Regions from separate parts of the Mus musculus genome. Here region 2 is linked to region 1. Evidence: chromatin contacts called from public HiCAR-type data. All regions are on one chromosome and are shown on one strand. Each heading gives the region's core, a stretch centred on a gene start, on an enhancer-like site or on the middle of the called end of the contact. The rest is flanking DNA. Distances are from core to core; before and after follow the strand shown. Region 1 has its middle 370 kb from the start of Eda2r. Region 2 has its middle 97 kb from the start of Ar.

Region 1 (3,316 bases), core at 516-3,015:
CCCTCTTTCTCCTTCCTAATCGTCTTCTTTTTCCTTCATACAAGTGTCTTACATCTCGTTGTTTCATTTTTTTTTTAGACAAACAAAGGCTCATATTGAAGTGTGGAAACAAATAACACAGCCATAATAAAGCTCAGATGTATTTCTTAAAAAATGTCTTTCAACTGTATCATTTCCCATGGAACGAATATAAGTATACTACTCTTATGAAAAAAAACAGAAATATTATGTCTCAACCTGTTCTGTCCCTATTTTAGGGTTTTTGGATGACATAATTGAGGGGAAAGAATTTTGCCTTGTGATAATATGCAAAAGTAGAAAAAGTCACTGGGATATGACATAAAATATTCTTAAAGAAATCCGCCTACATCTTCAAAGCTCTCCACTGCTCATAATGTGTTGTGGCTAGTATAAGGTGGGAGAGGATACTCTAGAACCTTTGGAAAATCACAAAGTAAATACATCTCTAGATCATTCTTCATTGTTTGTACTGCTACAAAGAGATGCCAAATATCTTGAGTCATGAGGACTTCTTTCAGGGAAAATATAAAATAGAATGTACTTTTATTTTTTTTTACCCCATCCTGGTCTGCCCTCCCACAGTTCCACCTCCCAATTCTCTTCTCCCTGTCTCCAAGAAGATGTCCTCACCCCACCGCACTCCTGTCATGCCTTCTCACTCACTGGGGCCTCAAGTCTCTCCAGGGTTAGGCAAATCTTCTCCCACTGAAGCCAGACCAAGCAGTTCTCTGCTGTATGTGTGTTGGGGCCTTGCACCAGCTAGTGTACATTGCCTGGTTGGTGGCTCAGTGTTTGAGAGATCTCAGGGGCCCAGGTTAGTTGAAACTACTGGTCTTCCTATGGGTTCACCCTCCTTCTCAGCTTCTTCTAGCTTTTCCCTAATTCAAGAAAAGAGTTCCCTGACCTCTATCCATTAGCAGGGTACAAATATCTACATCTGAGTTTTTCAGCTGCTTGTTGAGCCTCTCGGAAGACAGTCATGCTAGGCTCTTTTCTGTAAGCACATAGCATCAGTAAGATTGTCAGGCCCTGAAGCCTCCCCTTGAGCTGGATAGCAGTTTGGGCAGGTCACTGAACCTCCTTTTAACTTGGAATAAACAAGAGAAAAACTAATCCTGAATCTTCTCTGTCTTGGGAGTTTTTGGGTCTGGACTCATCTGTATGTAGCTTACAGGATTGATTTGAGGCACTTTTCAGGTTGTAACACTATCTGATATCCTTAAAATGGAAATAAAATGGCATATAATGCATCGTCTCCAAGATCAATCCCCTTAAACATCTATTTCAAACACTTTCTGGTTCTGTGTTGTAATTCCTTCCAAGAAAGTTTGTATCACCATAGTAGAGTGTTCCCTATGCCTTCTGAAAGGAGTGAGGAGCTTATATCTATTCTGGAGAAAATGAATATTTTTTTTCTCAGACAGATGGACAGAAAAAGTATAACCACTGGATAATATGCATTAAGAGAAAGCTCAAAACAAACAAATAAAGATCAGAGATTTTGGGTTTGGTTAACAAATACTTGCCAGGAAAATTTAGCAGCAAATGTATGTATTCATTAGACAGTCTAAAACAGGTAGAGAAAACTATATGAGCATGAGGTTGCCTTTCTCACTTTCAAGTGTCCTACTATTATTTGAGAAAGCTAAGCCTTTCTGTAGCCAAACAAGTTCTTGGCTCTCTAGAGAACTCTTCCATTTCCTAAGGTCATGTCCTCACTAGGCTTGCTAGTTTGCTTCTATTTCTTCAAGCCTTGCTTGTGCCAAACTAAGGGACATTTCAGAAGTTATCAGCCTGCATCATCATTTTGGCCTTCCCCCTCCCTGCTGGAAGTGAGCTCAAGGAAGTAGGGAGCTGCAGGTTGGAACAACAAGTTAATCACAGAATATGGTGAGGAGTAGGGGGGCCTTTGATCAGCTCTCCATTACTCGATTAATTTTCTTAGTCTGATTTTATTGTGTGTATGTGTGTCTGTGTTTCTGTGTCTGTGTGTGTGTCCTTGTGTGTGCACACATGCATGTGAATGTGTGTGTGTGTGCTGTGCATGCTTTTTTGCACACATGTCTTTAAAGTTTATTTATTTATTTACTCATGTGTCTGTGCTGAGTAGTCATGGTTAGCTATCTAAAGGTCACTAGGATGGAACTATTTGGCCAGAGCCCAGTGTTTCATCTTTGCCAGGGACACACTGTTCTACTGTACCTCACCACTGTCAAAAACATCCAATAAAGCCTGTTTTACTTTCTTTCCTTTCTCATTTTGCTGGTAAACTTTTTTTTCTGATTTGTACTTTTTCGTTCCACTACTTTAATTGCATCTGTCTTAAAATTTTCTTTCGTCCAGCCTTTATTACCTCTGCTCTTTTTCTCATGCTGCTTTTACCTAGCCTTAGCCAATCTGCTGAAGGATGTCAGAAGCAACTAACAATGACCAGTGGGAAAGTTCTGTTTGGCAGTCAGGTCTTAAGCATGAAGGAAAGAGCTTGCAGGTGGTTCAAACTAAAACAGAGAAGTCTGGGTTGAAAGATTAGGACTGATTGAGGATACAATTGCATTGTAGGTGAGGGAAGAAGAAAAATCTTTGAAAGCAGGAGGTAAAGAATTCCTCTACCTCTTAGTGAATTAAGAAGTCAAAGGAGTATGAAGGTGAAAATATGGAAATGGAGCAAAAGCATTCCAATAATTTGAGCTTTGAAATAGGAGCACAGTTATTTGATAAGCATTTCTGCTCTTCCAAGAACATTTTAATGACGAGGTACTTGTTTGCTGCAGACAGATCAGTGCAGTATTCTCAGAATCCTGCAATAAAATTTGGGCTCTTCTTAGGTACAACATTGAAATCATATAAAGAACTGTCTACAGAAATTTGCAATACAATTTAAGTTCTGCCCTAGAACAGAGAAAGTCAAAAAGAAAGTAAAATGTGAAAATGGCAGGAATCATGTAGATTTCTGCCTTCAAACAATAAACATCTGCTATGGGGGACAAAAGAAGTGAATATTCTTCATGATACCTAAGTCCATATTTGGGATTAATTTGATCTTAAAACAATGGATAATTAAGGGAAATTAAGTCAGGTATAAACCTTTAGTCCCTCCTATCTTGGAAGAGGAAGAAATACTTGAAATAGTCTGTGAGTCTTTAATTATTCCTTTATTTGTGTCCTGTGAAGGCCAGAACTGGACAGGATTTTCATAGTGAAAGTAAGATTTGAGAATTAGAAACTTGGGATGAAGAGATATTTCAGATGTTAAAAGCATGTATGTACTTCTTTTGCAGAAAAAACAAATTTGGCT
Region 2 (3,316 bases), core at 368-2,867, 300 kb after region 1:
TGATAAAGTGAAGTGTGTAGTTTAGAAAAGAATTCCTTACTCCAAGGGCTCAACTTGCCTGTTATAAACTCTATTTTGTATCCTGAATAGAATGCTAACTGGAGGAGAACCTACCAGTGCCTAAGATTAATACACTAATAATATACAGATAAATAATTATAGATAGTATGAAGAATATTCAGATTTTAGTGAAGATTAACTATGAAAAGGAGAGGTAGGATGAGTAAGGATAAGGGCCAAGTATTAGATAAACTTTGTAAAAAAAATATTAAAGTGGATACAGTAGTTAGGAGGGGAAAGTTAGGAACCTGTTAGTCTATATAGAGCTTTAGAGATTATAAAAGTTATATGAAAATATTTCTTATGTTAAAAGAGAGAAAATAAGGATGAAAGGAGGAAGGAAAGATGTAGGAATCCTAAAGTCATCATCAGGGAGTGGTTCTCCAAATGATTATCCCATAATCAGCTTCCAAACTCTGCTATAGGCTTGTTTAGTCATTCATAACACAGCCTTCAATGCATCTTTCTTTTTCATCAAACGAGGGAAACAGGTATATTTATATGAAACATTCATTTTTTTGTGACTTCCCTGGAAGTTACAGGCAGTTGTAAAGAGAATTAAACCCAGGTCTTCTAGAAGAGCATTCAGTTCTCGTAACCACTGGTCTATCTTTCTAAACCCTCTGCTTTTACATTTTGGAGACCTCTATAATGTGATACCCAAGTCACACTAATTTATGTGCCCACAAACAATATGCAAATGTTCATTTACTTTATACTCAACTCAACAGTTATCTTTTGACTCTTTGATAAAAATTAATCAACTGATATAATGTAATATCTCATTGTGGTTTAGATTTGCATTTCCATGATGCTTAGTCATATTCAATATATTCTCTTGTATCTGTTCTGCATTTGCCTTTTTTTGAAGAAATATTGAAAAATTTCACCCATTTTCAATTAGATGTTTATGCCACTGAGTTGATTGAGCTCCTTCTATATTATGAACATAGATATGGCTTGCAACTCTTTTTGCCCATCTCATTCCTCAACTCTACTATTTTTTGTTTGTTGTCTATAGAAGCTTTGGGTGGTTGATCATGTGATATAATTGCTAACTATTTTCCCAGTTACTTTAGAGTACAAGTGCCATTTAAAGAAACATCTAATACTCCCATGAGTAAGTCTTCTTCACTCTTATTGTCCAGCTTCTCTCATTCCTGCAAATTTGGACCTGTAAGTTTTAGAAGTCCTGACTCATCATTGCGTAAGCAGAGTGCTTTAGATACTCCCTGAACCTGTCTTTACTGTTCTTTATTTGGCATTTACAGTATATATTCTGTCCATTTTTCTTCAACTAAGTCCTTTGAATTTGAACTGTATCTAGTGAGTCCAACTTCAGGGAGTCTCTCATGCCCCTATACTTGGATAGGTGTGCTTCTTCTATTGCTTATAAGTCTTGAAGTTCTAATTTCTAGCCTGTCCTTAATAGATTTGTATTGAAATAATCTCTTCATGGCTCTCACTTTGTAAATAGGCTATGAGGTCCTGAAGGGCAGAGCTTAGGCCTCATCACACTTTGTACCCCAGTTCCTAGTACTGGCCTGGCACAGAGTGCTTTGCTTAGTAAATGCATGTTTGAACTAGCCAGTTCAAAACGTTTGGTAACCTATCAAGGGTGCTGGGACTCCTTGAAATTCATTCAGGTTTCTAATGACCCAGGGCCAAAAACTAATGTCAATATAAGACCATAAGATATGCCCAGGGAGCTTCTGGAAAAGCAAATCGTTTTGTTAGTGTAAACTGGTTCCAGTGAAAGTCAGGCTGGCAGACTGACACAGCTAAAAGACAGGAGCTGAAGAAGCACCTTCTCACCCTTGTCCTTTGCCCTCTTACTCAATTGCTTGGGTGACAGCCTGTCCAGGAGGCAGGCCATGGAGTTGCATGGATATGTTCCCAGTCACAGACTTGGGCTGAGGTTGGAATTCCAAGCCAAGCTCAAGTTGTCTTCTTTTGGTTCTGCTCCTTGATCTCACAGTGCTGCTGCATTCTTGGCAGGGTGTAGTTATACCTGGTGTGTAATTAAAAACACAGATGCTTCAGTTCCTTTTAAAGGAAGAAGGTGGAATCTTTTCAGAAGTCCAACAGAAAAGAATTGATGTTTTTGTTTCTCCACACTCTTCTAGCTTGGGCATTTCTGGCACTAGAATAATGGATAGAAAATTGTATCAAACTAAGTTATCTGTCTCTGTAAAACTAACATTAATGCTTCTGTATTATTTCTTTTAAAAATTCAGTTTGATAGGTTTCTATGCATAGGTGACATTTAAAGCTAATTCCAGACAGGGCATTGTTGACTATGCTTCTCTCTTTTTTTAAAAAAATATTTTTATTATTACTTATTTTCCTCAATTACATTTAGAATGCTATCCCAAAAGTCCCCCATACCCTCCCCCCCACTTCCCTACCCACCCATTCCCACCTTCTCTTAATAGTATGAAGTGCTTCCTTGCTAAGAATTATTCCAGAGCCTTTTGTAGACATGGGGCCTGGAAGGCAGGGGATACTGAAGGTTAGAGAGATGAAGCAATAATAACTTGTCTTCAGAAGTAATCCAGGCATTCTATAATGGAACTGGGAAAAACCCCATCAGATTTTGCAGCCTCTTTATTTGACCTTTGTTATTTCAGTCTAAGAAGACTATTGTCACTGAAACGACCACATTAAGTAAAAAAAACTGTATTGTTTAATATTGCCATTAGACAAGAAAGCCTAGATCTCAAAATTCCACTATCTGTGTCTAGTGTTTCCCTACACAACAAAGATTTCATCTTCAAAGTGTTTTTTATAAATATTAACCAGTAAAGTCTTTGAGCTAATCATGTGGTTTGAAAGCAGCAGTCATGCATTGATCTGGGAAGTAAGTATGAGGCGGCATAGAGCCTGGTTAGGTTGTTAAATTTGACTAAAAGAGAGTCAGTACTTTGTCGTGGGAAGTCAAGGAAGATCACAGAAATAGAATTCTTGTAAAAGATTGATAGAGGTCAAAGATAATTCCTGCCCCCTGGCAGTCATAATGCAGTAAAGTCCTCTAGTAGTTTTTTTTTTCAGCATCACTGGTTAAGTTTTCTTTTCTTTTCTTTTCTTTTCTTTTCTTTTCTTTTCTTTTCTTTCTTTTTTTTTTTTGTATCACTCTATAGATGTCTACATCAGAACAGGAATTAAACTTTTTTGTTTTCCAGTCAAGGGGCAGTTTGAGTTTAAAAATCAGCAATGAGGGATGGATGGTCTCTGCTTAAATAAGGAGCATGTGACT

Evidence for each region. HiCAR-type assays count read pairs that join an accessible place to other places.
Region 2: a HiCAR-type map of kidney shows a contact between it and region 1, with 5 times the contacts expected there. The contact joins two enhancer-like sites. A contact is called at or near these places in 3 of 484 Hi-C or Micro-C datasets (all in liver) and 4 of 115 datasets of contacts at active chromatin or transcription factors (hepatocytes, kidney and liver).

The regions. Positions count from the first base shown.
Region 1 is chrX:97,746,651-97,749,966 of GRCm38.p6, forward strand. No RefSeq gene overlaps it. Among named protein-coding and RNA genes, the nearest start is that of Eda2r, 370 kb to the left of the region's middle. Within about 2 kb of position 1,766, at least 7 of the 459 cell types and tissues checked have an H3K27ac peak or open chromatin away from gene starts, as enhancers often do. A contact at or near this core is called in kidney and liver, where this site is marked.
Region 2 is chrX:98,050,029-98,053,344 of GRCm38.p6, forward strand. No RefSeq gene overlaps it. Among named protein-coding and RNA genes, the nearest start is that of Ar, 97 kb to the right of the region's middle. Within about 2 kb of position 1,618, at least 4 of the 459 cell types and tissues checked have an H3K27ac peak or open chromatin away from gene starts, as enhancers often do. A contact at or near this core is called in kidney and liver, where this site is marked.